Linked DNA regions of Sus scrofa: region 2 is linked to region 1. The links are chromatin contacts, called in public HiChIP or PLAC-seq maps. All regions are on one chromosome and are shown on one strand. Each heading gives the region's core, a stretch centred on a gene start, on an enhancer-like site or on the middle of the called end of the contact. The rest is flanking DNA. Distances are from core to core; before and after follow the strand shown.

Region 1 (7,119 bases), core at 2,886-5,385:
AAGAAAAAAGAATAAAAACAATAAAAACAGAGGAAGCAAAAACAATTATTAAAGAGACCAATCCAAACATAACAATTAAATTAAATGTGAATAGTTGAAATATATTGATTAAAAGACAGAGATTGTGAGAATGGATAAAAAACCAAGACCAATCAATTTGCTATCTCCAAAAAACCCACTTTAAATATAAGTAGGTTAAAAGTAGAAAATAACATACCATTTGAACACTAATAAAAAGAAAGGTGAAGGAGCTATATTCGTATCAGATAATGTGGACTTTGGAGCAAGGAAAATTACCAGGAATAAAAAGGGTCATTATATAATCATAAATGGGTTAATTCTTTAAGAGAGAACAATCCTAAATGTGCACGCATCTACTTAACAAAAGAGCCCCAAAGTAAATGAAGCAAGAACTGATAGAACTAAAAGGAGAAATAAACAAATCTACAATTATAACTAGAGATTTCAATATTCCTCTCTTCATAATCAATAAAACAAGTAAACAGAAAATCAGTCAGGTTATAGAAGAAATGAAAAACACTATCAGCCAACTGGGTCTAACTGATATTTTAGAACATTCTCCACAAAAACAGTAGAATAGGAGTTCCCATTGTGGCTCAGTAGTAATGAACCCAACTCGTATCTATGAGGATGCAGGTTTGATCCCTGGCCTTGATCATGGGTTAAGGATCGGCATTGCCATGAGCTGTGGTGTAGGTTGCAGACACGTCTAGGATTTGGTGTGGCTGTGGCATAGGCCAGCAGCTGCAGCTCTAACTGGACCCCTAGCCTAGGAATTTCCATATGCCACAGGTGCAGCTCCCCCCGCCCAAAAAAAGTAGAATAGACATTCATACAGCCGTGAGCTGTAGTGTAGATCACAGAGGCAGCTTGGATCTGGTGCTGCTGTGGCACTGGTGTAGGCCAGCAGCTGCAGCTCCAATTAGACGATTAGACCCCCTGGCCTGGGAACTTTCATATGCCCTGAGTGCAGCCCTAAAAAGACAAAAAGACAAAAAAAAGGAAAAAAAGAAAAAAAAAGAACAGAAATCAATGAAACTGAAAACAGAATACAAAAAAATCAACGAAATGAATTTACAGTAAAATTGATAAACCTCTAGCCAAACTGGCCAAAGAAAAAAGATAATAGGCACAAGTTATGAATATGAGGAATGAAGGAGATATCACTGCAGAAGCCACAGATACTAAATTAAAGACTATGTTGGGAGGGATCAATTGCTTAAAAGCCACAAACCGCCAAAGAGAAATAACAACATGAATAGTTCCATAACTATACTCAAGTAAAGACTTTTCCTCTTTTAATATACACTTGTATTTATCTGGTAGCTTTAGAATTCCCAAGTCTAGTTAACTTGTTTGCTATAAAATACAGCAATTTCCATTGAGAGAAATGGAGAAGAATACGTATTGTGCTGTATTCAACACAATTTTTATCAGTACTTCTTGATCTTTCATTAATGTGGACAGTATGGCAACTCTTAAAGGATCTTTCCTTACCAGAGTAAATCAAAGATATCAATATTACTTTGTATTTACATCAAGTGAATCATTAACTATACAGAGAGGTCAAAAGCATTACTTGGAGATCCCCTCGTGGCTCAGTGGTTAACGAATCCGACTAGGAACCATGAGGTTACGGGTTCGATCCCTGCCCTTGCTCAGTGGGTTAAGGATCCAGTGTTGCCATGAGCTGTGGTGTAGGCTGCAGACGAGCTCGGATCCCACGTTGCTTGGCTCTGGCGTAGGCAGGCGGCTACAGCTCGGATTCAACCCCTAACCTGGGAACCTCCATATGCCATGGGAGTGGCCCAAGAAATGGCAAAAAGACCAAAAAGACCAAAAAAAAAAAAAAAGTTCAAAAGCATTACTTGAGTAAGTACTCAGTGACATATGTACTAATGTTTAAATCCTACAAAAAAGTACATCTCACTTTAAACAAACGAAGTGATCCTTAAAAGCTGTGTAAAAATCAGTACCTACTACTTAGATAATATACTGGAAAATGCTTACAGAAGTATTACAGAAGAGAATGAACCGTACGAAGTTGCCAATTATCAACTGGTTCATCCTAGGACAAAATAAGCATTCCTTGTTTTCTACATGATTCAGTGTTCTCAAATAGGCCAGACATTTCTACCAGAATGGTATTATAATAAATTACCTTCGATGTTGAGGACTAAAGTTCATTCAACATTTACCAAACATATTCTAGAGACATTTCACAACAAAAGTTATTTGCAAAACTAGGATATGAACAGGTACAAGGAAAAGAATATTTTACAGGGCTACAGAATCTTTGCTTTACCTAAACTTTTCAGGAGCCTTCTATTTTTAATTCTTTAAAAAATACAAAACCTATTATTTGAAACATACGTTCACTATGGATAAGGATTAACATCCATCAAGGCTCAAAATGTGAACAAGAAAGAGTGCAGCAGAATTTCTAAAATCACTTCATTCCTTTGCTCAAAACCCTTCAATATCTTATCTCAGGGGAGTCAAAGTTCTTACTATGGCCTTTACCCATTTCCTGCTAGTCTCCTGCCTGTACTCCAGCTCTCCTGGGCTTCCTGCTGTTCCTGAGACAAGCAGATACACTCTTCAGGGCCTTTGTATTAACTATTCTACCAGGAATGCTGTTCTCAAAAATATCCACAGGGCACATGTCCTCATCTCCTTCGGATCTGCTTAAATGTTATCTTCTCAAAATGGCCTTTTCTGACCAACCTATTAAAACTGTACCCTTACTACAAGGCACTTTTTTTTTTTCCTGATTTATTGTCTGCCTCCCCCAATAGAATATAAACTACAAGGAAGAGAAGCCTTTGTTTTATTCATTGCTATATCCACAGAGTCTAGAACAGTAGCAGGTAGAATCTGCAGAAGGAGATTGGACACAAAGACTGTATATATGCCTCCAATTAAAACTTTCCATACAAAGATACTAAAACAAACAAACAAACAAACAAAAAAAATAGGCAACAGTTTGAAACCCTGCACGCTCTGCTACTTAGAATGAAACAACTACTCTTTACAAGAAAATATTTTATTTCCAACAAAATATACTAACGAATGGCTGGATTCTCTAAAGACAAAACATTTATGCTAAGTGCCCACACGCTGCAAGTCTGCTAGTACAGAATGCTTTGGTTTATCACCCAAGACATGCGCTAGGTCCTTTTGCCACGAACCAAGAAATCCTGGCTAAACATACTTAACGAAATATACAAGTGGAGCTAACCTATTAATGATACACTAGGATTGGGAAATATAGACTATACAAATCCAAAGCTCACTGTACAGAGCGAGATACCAGAAATCCGATTTGGGAGTGTTTGCCCCCTAGAAAAACTGAGACAGATAAAGTCCAAAAAGGACTGCACCGTTTTTCTTGGCGCTAGGCTTGGCATGAACGCTCAGTTCGGGGGTACAGGGGGGCATGGGGCTTGAGAGGACGAGGCCTGTACTCTGATTAGGATTGGAGTATCCAGGGCCCCCTCTTCTCCACAGATTCTGGCTCAGGAGAAAAGGGACAGCTGACTGCGCCAACCAGCTCCCAAAAAGGCTTGGGGGAGGGTTGATGAGGGTAGACCCCTCCCCTTCCCCAAGGCAAGCCCAGGCCCGGCAGGGCTCCTCAGTCTCCCGGCTCACCCGGCTCTCGGTTGATCTCGATGTCGAAGTGGCACTGCGGCCGGTCCTGCGCCCCCATCGCGACCGAGGCAGCGGCAAGAGCTGGGAGAGAGGGGAAGGAAAGCGGTCAGGGCGGGAGCTAGGGCGGGGGCTGGGGCGGAGCCCGCGCCACAGTTGCCTCCCGCCGGCCTGTTGCGACAGCGCCGGAGGCCGAGACAGTGCTCCCTCTCACCCCAGGCCGCCCGGCTCCCTTGGAGCGCGCACACACATGCAGACGAGCTTTTCACCTTGCAGGCTTCCAACCTGAGCAGCTCCGCGTGAGAAGAAAAGAAAGCGCTGCCACCGGCGCTGGACCTCAACGCCACTTAACGGACCACCAACATCCCCCCACCGCCCCCTGGTCCGGCCTCCCAGTGCCACGCTAAACCCCGCGAGAGTCGGGACAAATACCGCGAGAGCACGGTCTCGAAGGAAGTGATTAACCTAAGGGAGTACGCGTACGTGGGCGTGTCTGGGAGCTCAAGGAGCCGCCAGCTGAAAGGTTCTTCTTTTTTGCCCCGCCTCTTTCTCCCTTTACGTTGGAAGCAGTCGCCCAATCTGGGAGCTCTGGACACGCCTGCGCTCTTTACTTCCTGTCATCCTTTCCGAAAGGCCATGTCTACGCATTTGCGAATTTCGGGAGGTTATCCTGTTGTGTACACCTCTGAGAGACTTGTGAGAATTAAGTTCTTAAGGTTTAATGAGCCGACAGGGCTTTGGCTTTTGTTTTTCTCAGGAAGTAGTTACGATACCATCCTGTTAGACCGTTTGTCTCACTTCAAAGGCCCTTTAGGTTGACGTGTGCTTCCTGTTTTGGCGTCTGCGTTAGTTGGGTCCAAGTTCATTCTACCTCCTTTGTGAAGTCAGTTCAAGACCTTTCCCTTTACTTCAATCGCGTTCTTCATCTTATAGAATGCAAGAGTTCTGGATACTAATGCGTTTTGGTTGGTTGGTTGGTTTTTTTATTGTTGTTTTTGTTTTGATTTTGTCCTTTTAGGGCCGCACCAGCGGCATATGGAAGTTCCCAGCCTAGGGGTCCATCAGAGCTGTAGCTGCTGGCATACACCAGAGCCACAGCAACGCCAGATCTGAGCCTCGTCTGCGACCTACATCACGGGATCCTTAACCCAGTGAGCTAGGCCAGAGATCTAACCCGCAACCTCATGGTTCCTAGTTGGATTCGTTAACCACTACGCCAGGAGGTGAACTCCTGGATACTAATGTGTTCTTAAATGCTGTATATGTATGTTCTAAATGCGAATCTTTTGTTAGGTTTATATAGCTGGGAATATTTTCTCAATCCGCGTGCCTTGTCTTTTCATTGTTTTGACAGCGCAAAGCAGTTTTTAATTTTTGAAGAAGTTAATGATCATTTTTTTTTCTTTTATGGTTTGTGCTCCTTGTGTAAGAAACGTCTGCCTACCTGAAGCTTGTGAAGATTTTCTTCTGTTTTTTTTTTTTATATTTAGATTTTTTTACTTGAGAACTTTTTTTTTTTAATCACTCACTGAATTTATCACATCTGTAGTTGTATACTAATTATCACAATCCAATTTCACAGGATTTCCGTCCCACAACCCAAGCACATTCCCCCCACCCCGCAAACTGTCTCCTCTGGAGACCATAAGTTTTTCAAAGTCTGGAGTCAGCATCTGTTCTGCAAAGAAGTTCCGTCTGTCCTTTTTTCAGTTTCCACATGTCAGGGAACATTTGATGTTGGTGTCTCATTGTATGACTGACTTCACATAGCATGATAATTTCTAGGTCCGTCCATGTTGCTAAAAATGCTGGTATTTCGTTCATTTTAATGGCTGAGTAATATTCCATTGTGTATATGTACCACATCTTCTTGATCCACTCCTCTCTCAATGGACATTTAGGTTGCTTCCACGTTTTGGCTATTGAGAAGAGTGCTGCAGTGAACATCGGAGTACATGTGTCTTCGTGAGTCATGGTTTTCTCTGGATAGATGCCCAGGAGTGGGATTGCTGGATCAAATGGTAGTTCTATGTTTAGTTTTCTGAGGCATCTCCATACTGTTTTCCACAGTGGTTGCACCAATTTACAATCCCACCAACAGTGTACTAGGGTTCCTTTTCCTCCACACCCTCTCCAGCACTTATTGTTTGTAGACTTTTGGATGACGGCCATTCTGGCTGGTGTAAGGTGGTACCTCAGAGTGGTTTTGATTTGCATTTCTCTGAGAAAGACTGATTTGAACATCTTTTCCTGTGTTTTTTGGCCATCTGTATGTCTTCTTTGGAGAACTGTCTGTTTAAATCTTCTGCCCATATTTTGATGGGGTGTTTGTTTTTTTGGTATTGAGCTGCAGAAGGTGTTATAAATTTTGGAGATTAATCCCTTGTCAGTCAATTGATTTGCAAAGATTCTCTCCCATTCTGTGGGTTGTCTTTTCATTTTGTTTAGGGTTTCCTTTGATGTGCAGAAACTTAAGTTTAATTAGGTCCCAGTTGTTTATTTTTGTTTTTACTGTCATTACTCTAAGAGGTGGATCGAGAAGATGTTGCTGTTATTTATGTCAGAGAATGTTTGGCCTATGTTTTCATCTAGGAGTTTTATAGTGTCTGGTCTTATATCTAGGTCTTTAATCCATTTGGAGTTTATTTTTGTGTATGGTGTCAGGGAGTGTTCTAATGCCATTCTTTTCCATGTAGCTATCCAGTTTTCCCAGCATGACTTATTGAACAAGCTGTCCTTTGTCCATTGTATATTCCTGCCTCCTTTGTCATAGATGAGTTGGCTGTAGGTGTGTGGGTTTCGTTCTGGGCTTTCTATCCTGTTCCACTGATCTATATTTCTTTGTGCTAGTACCATGCAGTTTTGGTGATTGTTGCTTTGTAGTATAGTCTGAAGTCTGGGATCCTGATTCCTCCAGATCCATCTTCCTTTTGCAGGATATCTTTGGCTATTCTGGGTCTTTTGTGCTTCCAAGCAAACTTTAAACTATTTTGTTGAAGTTCTGTGAAAAATGTCCTTGGTAATTTGATAGGGATTGCATTGAATCTGTAGATTACCTTGAGTAGTATAGTCATTTTGATAATATTGATTCTTCCAATCCACGAGCATGGTATATCTTTCCATCTATTTGTGTCCTCTTTGATTTCTTTCATCAGTGTCTTATAGTTTTCAGAGTACAGGTCTTTTGTCTCTTTAGGTAGGTTTACTCCTAGGTATTTTATTCTTTTGGATGTGATAGTAAATGGGATTGCTTCCCTAATTTCTCTTTGTGCTCTTTCATTGTTAGTGTATAGAAATGCCATCGATTTCTGCAACTTTGCCAAATTCGTGGATGAGCTCTAGCAGTTTTCTGGTAGAGTCTTTAGGATTCTCTAGGTATAGTATCATATCATCTGCAAATAGTGATAGTTTTACTTCTTCCTTTCCAATTTGGATTCCTTTTATTTCTTT
Region 2 (7,119 bases), core at 2,253-4,752, 56 kb before region 1:
GGGCCACATCTAGAACCTGTGAATTGCCTAGAATAAGGGCTGGCTTAATTATTCCTGGTCCCACACAGCAGCTTCCCTAAAAGGCAGGCAGCATAGACAGACAGGCTGCCCGGCCCTCTGCATGGGTCCAGCCCACAGTAGATGTTCAATTAATGATAACCCACAGGTTCCAGGTTCTGGCCCTCCTCAGGCCCTGTCCAGCAGAGTCAGAGCTTCCTACACTTGAGGGTACCTTGCCTCACTGCAAAGCCATCAGTTCCCTTACCCCAGGCACCTTCCTAGAAACCCTGGTTTGAAACGCCAGCCTATCTATCCACAGCCCACACCTTCCCTTCATGCTAGTCTTTCCAGACTGGGTAGCGGTTGAGGGGTGTTCAACTTCTCAGTCACCTGAAGGAGGATCTGCCCTGGGCCTCTGGATGAGCTCCAGGGAGCCACCAGGGGCAACCTGCTGCTAGACCTGCCCTGGGCTCTACCCTCCACACCCAGCAGCCTAGGGCAGCACCAACCTCATGCCCTCTCTCTTACCACTATCTCTCTTAAGTTCTCTCTGCACACATCCTCCCCCCTAGCCAAGAAGCTACCCATCTGCTCTTCTGCTTCAGGGCTGCTAGCCCATCCAGGCCTGGCCAATCTAATGCAGATAAGGTGCCAAGCCCTTCCCATCTCCATCCTCTGACTCATTCTGATTCATCTTCTGGGACCAAATCCTATTACACAGACAGGGAAACTGAGGCTCAAAATGGGAGAGTCCCATAGTGAGCAGTAGCAGAGCCCCTGTCCTTTTAGCTCCACTGGACTAATACCATCCATGCTGGATAAGACATCATTCCACGTGGAAGTATTTCTTGGCCTTTAATGACTTAAAAAGCAGGACAAGGCATCTGGGGACCCTCCCAACCAAGGGACCAGATGTGCTTCCCCAGACCCCATAACCACTTCCAGAGACCTGCACCCTCCTTCCCAGAGCTGCTGCCACCTACACCTCAGTGAGGGGTCAGGGTGCAACTTGGGATTTGCAACAGGGGCCCCTCAGGGCCTCCAGGGGCCAGACAGTGGCAGGCAAGTGGCTTGGAATAAGGGCTGGTCAATGTCAGGCCTGTTGTAGGGTGCCCACCACAGGCCACAGGGCTTTTGTTCCACTGCTCCCCTTTTACGGAGAGCCCTCCAGTGCCTGTCTGCCATGGGGTAAGGGTAGTGCTTGACATTTCCTGTGTGCAGTTGTGGTCCCAGGATCCAGTGAGGACCCCTCTGGCCTCAGCAGAGGAAGAGGGGCTAGCCTGGGGGGTATTGCTGTCCCAAAGTTTCTATTTCTAAGGCAATCCCTTCTGCCAAACTAGCACCATCCTTGGCCCTTGAGGGGCCTGAGAACCTCACAACCAGGCACCCTGACTGGACTTCCTTGGCCGGGCATATAGATGCTGCCTGAATCCACAACTGCCAGCCCTTCAGCAGGGCACTGATTGGTTACCCTCTAACCTAGTACCTCCCACACAGGGCCCACCAGCTGTGTCTGACTCTCCAGCCAGAAATGCCCATTCCCTGAAGCTGCAGATGCCCCTCCCCATCTGACTATACCAGCTGCAGCCACACACCCCACCCTTAAGCCCAGGCCAGCCCAGCTAAGATACAAGTCCAGGGGAGTGGTCAAGCACTTCTACTGCCAGGGCACTTCATGCCTTCAAACCCTACCCCCAAGCCAGGCTGGGGGAAGCCAGGTGCCAGGGACACCTGCTGAGGCTGCTCACCAGAGTCACAGCCTTCTACTCCTAAAGGGCCCCTGCCTCATTGTCATGATACCACCAGCTCCCTACCCTGTTCCAGTGTCTCCCTGGAGGCCTCAGGATGAAACCTGGGCGTCCATCTGCAACCCCTACTCTCATGTCAATCCTTCCATCTCCCGGCAGCAGTGGGCGGGCCCAGAATGAGCAAGGGGGCACAGGCTCATGATTTCCAGGCTCCTCCTTTTAGGGAGTCTATGCCAGCCTCCACTGCATTCAAGTACACCAGTCCTTTCTGGAGAAACAGGCCCAGAGAGGGTGGAGGACTGGCCCAAGGTCACACAGGAATTTGGACAGAGCTGCAGGCGCAGCCCCCCGCCCCCCCACCCCCACCTTGGCCCAGGAGCCCCGAATCCCCAGTCAGGTCGGCTCCAGCGCCCACGTGGCCCAAGGCCCAGGCGGGAATCCGACCTCCCCCCGCCCCCCCACCCAGTCCGAGGGCGGCGCCGTCCCGGGCTCAGGGAAGCGCCCCCCTCCGCCCGTGCCTAGCAGGACCTCAGCCTCTCGCGCCAGGGCCCCCACCCCAGGAATTTAACCCCCTCCCCGCCGAAGGCCGCGCCAGAGCGCCGCATTCCCGGCCCACAGGGACCCAGAGAAGGGGTCAGGGAGACCCAGCGAGGGGGAAGATCTCTCCAGCCCCTCCACCCCAAGCCGGAAAGCCGTGCGCTCTGGAGGGCAGAGCGGGCAGGTGGGCGGATAAGCGGGGGGACAGGCAAGGCCTTGCGTACCATGGTGCCGCGGCGCTGGGGGCTCACAGGGCCCCGCGGGATCGCGCTGCCCCCGGCGGCCGGGCCGGGGCCGCTCCATGAAGCGCCGCGCTGGGGGCCGCCCCCGCGCAGGGCCCCGCGACCATGGCCCCCGGGGGCGCGGCCGGGCGGGCTGAGGCGCAGGGCCGCGGCGAGTCCAGCCGCCGAGCAGCTGCGGCCCCAGAGCCTCGGGCGCGGCGGGCGGGGGGCGCGGGGCGCGGATTGGAGCCCGTGCGTCAGCTGGGGCCGCCGTCTGGACGCTTAAAGGGCCAGGCCGCCCTGCGTGCCGGCGGGGGCCGCGGACACGCGTGGTGCGCTCTGTCCCGCTGCGGCCCGCCCCGCCTCGGGCTGCCAGGGGCCCTGGCCAGGCCCCGTTTCTCCCATCCTAGCCGATAGACCCGGCCTCACTTTCCCGCGCTGAGACCCCTTTCCGCTGGGAAGTTCGTCCCTGAGTCTAACCTCGGTGCCCTCCAGCTGCGCCACAGAGGCGGGGTCGGAGTAGGAGGCGGCCCTGAAATCGGGAAACTGGGCACTCCCGCCCCTCAACCAGCTGCAGAAAAAGCTTTTACACCTGCTCCCCTGCGCAACCTCACACTGAGGAACGAGGAACGGAACCCAGTATCCTAGCCACGTCACCACCCCCACCCTTTGGCCTGGGCTGCTCTGACCTGAGGTTGAGTCTAGGATCTCCAAATAGCCTGGCACCTTACCCCACCCCCACCCCAGGGCAGCTCAAAGTTCATTTTGTCCTGTGCCTCCAGGATTTGGTTCTGGTCGACCCATACCTACCCGGTGACCACCTCTGGCTGCACAGGGCCGCCCAGGGCAGGAGATGCAAGAACTAGACCATAGCTGCAGATCCTTTAAGGTGACAGGGCTAGTGCCTGAGAAGGCAAGACCAGAGTGAAGGCCAGAGGCCCACCGTGTACCCCAAGCCCTGTGCCTTGATGGCTGCCGAGAGGCCTCCCTGCTCTGTCTCTGCTGGGGAGATGCAGCCAGGCCTGCGGAATGCTGCTCTGGCATGGACACCAGTGGGGGCAGGGGGCTGGCTGTGCTGGCAGGAGGCTGCAAAGGAACACTGCCAGGCTAAGCAGGCAGCAGGGTGGGGACCACAGGGCCCTGGGCCTGGCAGGATCCAGGTGGTGGCTGGGCCACCACTGTGGAGAGGGGGCCTCTGTGGGCCTCTCATGTGGCCTATGTCATCATTCAGATGCCTTTCTGTGCCCCTACTCCAAGCTGACTGCTGCCTCATCTTTGGTCTCTCTCACATTGCCCCTATCCTGGTACTACCACACAGTATCCCTCACTCCTCCTTCCTCACGTGCATTCGTGCGTACACACCCACCCATGCCCAGCTATAGCAGTGTCCCCTGGGTATACCACCTTACTCAAGAGTGGGAAGGGACTCTGGGGCCTGTTCAGAGTGATTTAGTTTGGGTGATAGGAGAGGAAATGGAGAAGAGGCCAAGAGCCCAGGCAGGAGCCATCCTGTAGTCTGATGTCAGTCCTGGGTCCAAGATGGGAGGCCCTTAAGACAGGGCCATCCCAGGGCCAGGGAGCAAACATCTCACAGACAAAGATTGTGGTGGCCAAAGAGTGCAAAGAGAAAGGGGAGGAAAACACATAGCCAGATAGAGGGTGAGGAGAGTATTTGGTGAAAAGAGAGGGGAAGAGAGGAATGGGCACAGATGGGGACATGACCCCAGAGATGGCCACTGCAGATAGCCTATACTTCTGGGGCCATGGTTGTTGCAGAGACAGCTGGCTCAATTCCTGGAGGCCTCAGGCTGAGGCCAGGCTGGAGTGACCTGCTTGCCTGACCAGCCCATCACCTCAGGGCTGCCTTCTGCTTCTTCCTCCATCCGAATTCACTTCATTTGTCTCAGTGGATCCTTGCACAGGCCTGGAAGGTGGTAAGGAATTGCATACCCCTTGGCTGGATAAGGACAGTGAAGGCAAAGCAGGACAGATTACACAGCCAGACAGCAGCATTATGAGCCAAGGAAAGGGCAGGCTGGAAAGAGCCTGGCAGAGAGGGCTGCACCAGATACTCCTGGGGCCACTTCCTAGCCAAAGCTTGGCAGGGGGTGTGGCCAGTGTGACCAAGGTAGGGGGAGATTGGCCTTGGTTGCAGTGGTCAAGCCAAAGGAGGGGCTGGAGTCTGGGTGAGAAGGGAGGGAATTGGGGGGCTTAGTCTTCCTGAAGACCCCAGCTGTTCCCTTCTTGCTTCTCTGCCCATGGCCCATCTACTAGAGGAGACCTAGGGCAGAGCCAGCTCTGAGAGAGGCTACTGGCACTTGAATCAATGAAACCTGTCAGGAAAACACTGAAGAGCTCAGTCCGATAGGCTCAAATGGGGCTGCCTAGAGCTGAAGACTGAAAGTTGAGTCACGTTTACTGAAAGCAAAAGAGGACGGGGCAGGGGCATTGGAGAGGGCATGGAAGGGTACACCAGGCAGAGAGAATAGTACCTGCAAAAGCCAGGAGAGAAAAGAGTGAAATTTCTGCAGGGAACAAGGGGGTGATTTGGTGCAGCAGAATCCAGATTCTTGTCAGGTAGGCATGGCCACATGGAGACAGGCAGAATCATTCTCTTAGCCTTGGAGAAGACCATGCCACTGGAGCTTCCCTTCAGAGTTAGTCAAGGCAGGCTTTCTGGAGGGGTTAGGGTGGGGCCATTATTGGGGAAGGGGATCCCAGGCCATACTCGCATGCCCCAGGGCAAGCCAGTTTATGAAGGGCAGGGCTGGATGATCCTCAGACACTTGGGGGTGGGTGTTGGCAAGGTCAGTGAAGCCATGCTCCTGCCTCCAGAGTCCAGCTCATGAGTTTTCTCACAACTGTCCTAAGCGTCTAGCCCCAAACTTCTATCCTATGTCAGAGAGGAAGAACAGTCTCAAACTGCACTGGGGCAGCACATGCATGCACATGTAGTGCAAGGCCCAACCTTCTCAAGGGGGGCATGGAGTTGTGTAGCTGTGATGGGGGAGAACAGAGTTGACACTGCCAGGAAACAGAAAGGGACATTGTGGCCTGGGGTTGGTTGGGTTGCAGGGAAGTTCAACATCTCTACTACATGCTAACACAGGGCCCTGCAGGATTGGGGAGCATAGGTCTCTGGCTGTGGGGTTGGAGTGGGGCTTGCTTCTGTTCTGAGCTCAGCACTAATAGGCTCCAGCTGCAGGGGGTGGGTGGGGACCTAATTCAAACCAGCAGGTTTCCCAGTTCCCTCCCACAGCACAAACGTCATGGCCTTGGCTTCTAAGATCCTCTCCCACCCTGTTGGTTCAAGCAGCCCTGGGCCTCTCATTAGTGATTAAGCCTAGCCTTCCCCATGAAACATATGGACAATTATTCTCCTCCTGGAGGCAGCCCAGGGGCTAGTGTCCCTGAAACACTTTGATGTATACTTACTTCTAAGAATTTAATCCTCACCACTCCTAAGAGGAGTCCTCAGTATACCAGTTTTTCAGATGAAGAGCTGAATTATAAAGGTCAATTAATTTAGTTACCCAAGTATAAGTATCAGAGCAGAACTTGAATCCAGGCAATGTGGCTCAGGCCCTAAAACCTTAAGGACTGTGCCATAGAATAATTGCTCATAGAGGTCCTTTATTTCTTCAAAATAAAATATGATTGGGCCAGAGGAATTGAGGCCAGTGGGATCCTTCTTGGTCTTTCTCTGGGAATCTGGCCTGGTGATAGAGATTTTAGTTGCAGGAGGCCCTGGGTAACCCAAGACTGGCAATCCCAGTGCCATCCCAGAGCCCTATCCTCTATGGGTCCTCTGGGAGGCTGACTCATCTCTAGGCCAAAGAAGGGGATCACACCCCTGGTTCTCACGTGGTCTCAGTGCTCCGTCTTTGGGGGCTTATAGCTGAGAAACAGGATTATTTGTCTCACATTACAGATGAGAGACCTCCAGAAGCACAGGTCTGTCCTGAGACCTCACGTCACTCTTTTTTTTAACCCCAGAGTCCTCATCAGGACTCTAGTATGGCTGAAGAGATGCAAACTTCCCCAGGCTAGTCTGCATCCTGAAGACAGTAAAACTCAACTCAGTGTAGCTGGAGTTTAATGGCTACAGATAGTGAATGGTGAGTCGGGGTCTCCAAGAGGCAGAAATGCTTGGCCCCAGGCTTGGCACAGCCCCATTGGAGGCCTTTTGATTCAGAGAGGAAAGAAGGCAGGGGCAAGGAATACTGCCTCTACCTTCTACCAAAACCTTTAAAGAAAATCCAGGGAGTTCCTTGGAGGCCTAGTGGTTAAGGATCCAGCATTGTCACTGCTATGTGGGTTTGATCTCTGCTCCTGTGTTGCCAAGGTAGGCTCTCCTGCCTCACGTTCATCAAGCACTGACTGGAGCTGCCCAGGGTCTGTCTCCAAGCAGGTGCCAACTACTTTCAGGCTATCAGCTCCTCTCCCTGACCTCTAGATGCCACCATTACAGCATCTAAGAACTTCCCCCTGCTGAGAAGCCCTCCTGGCACTCTGCCCAGCCCATTCTATCACAAGTCCCTCATGGGATGCAGGCTCTTACCTCTCACTCTGGGCAGCAGCAGAGTGGATTTCCTCTTCTAAAGACCAGCCAT

What was found. HiChIP or PLAC-seq counts read pairs in DNA pulled down with a chosen protein or histone mark.
Region 2: a contact with region 1 is called in an H3K27ac HiChIP or PLAC-seq map of skeletal muscle. The contact joins the promoter of ZBTB47 here to the promoter of NKTR in region 1. A contact is called at or near these places in 2 of 47 Hi-C or Micro-C datasets (both in embryonic fibroblasts) and 1 of 2 datasets of contacts at active chromatin or transcription factors (skeletal muscle).

The regions. Positions count from the first base shown.
Region 1 is chr13:26,122,080-26,129,198 of Sscrofa11.1, reverse strand. It overlaps NKTR (NK-tumor recognition protein), which reads right to left and starts at 4,135. Exons shown (of 18, transcript XR_002338233.1): 1 at 3,939-4,135; 2 at 3,673-3,753. It also overlaps a transcript of SEC22C not described here.
Region 2 is chr13:26,177,651-26,184,769 of Sscrofa11.1, reverse strand. It overlaps ZBTB47 (zinc finger and BTB domain-containing protein 47), which reads right to left and starts at 3,502. Exons shown (of 6, transcript XM_021071707.1): 1 at 3,317-3,502.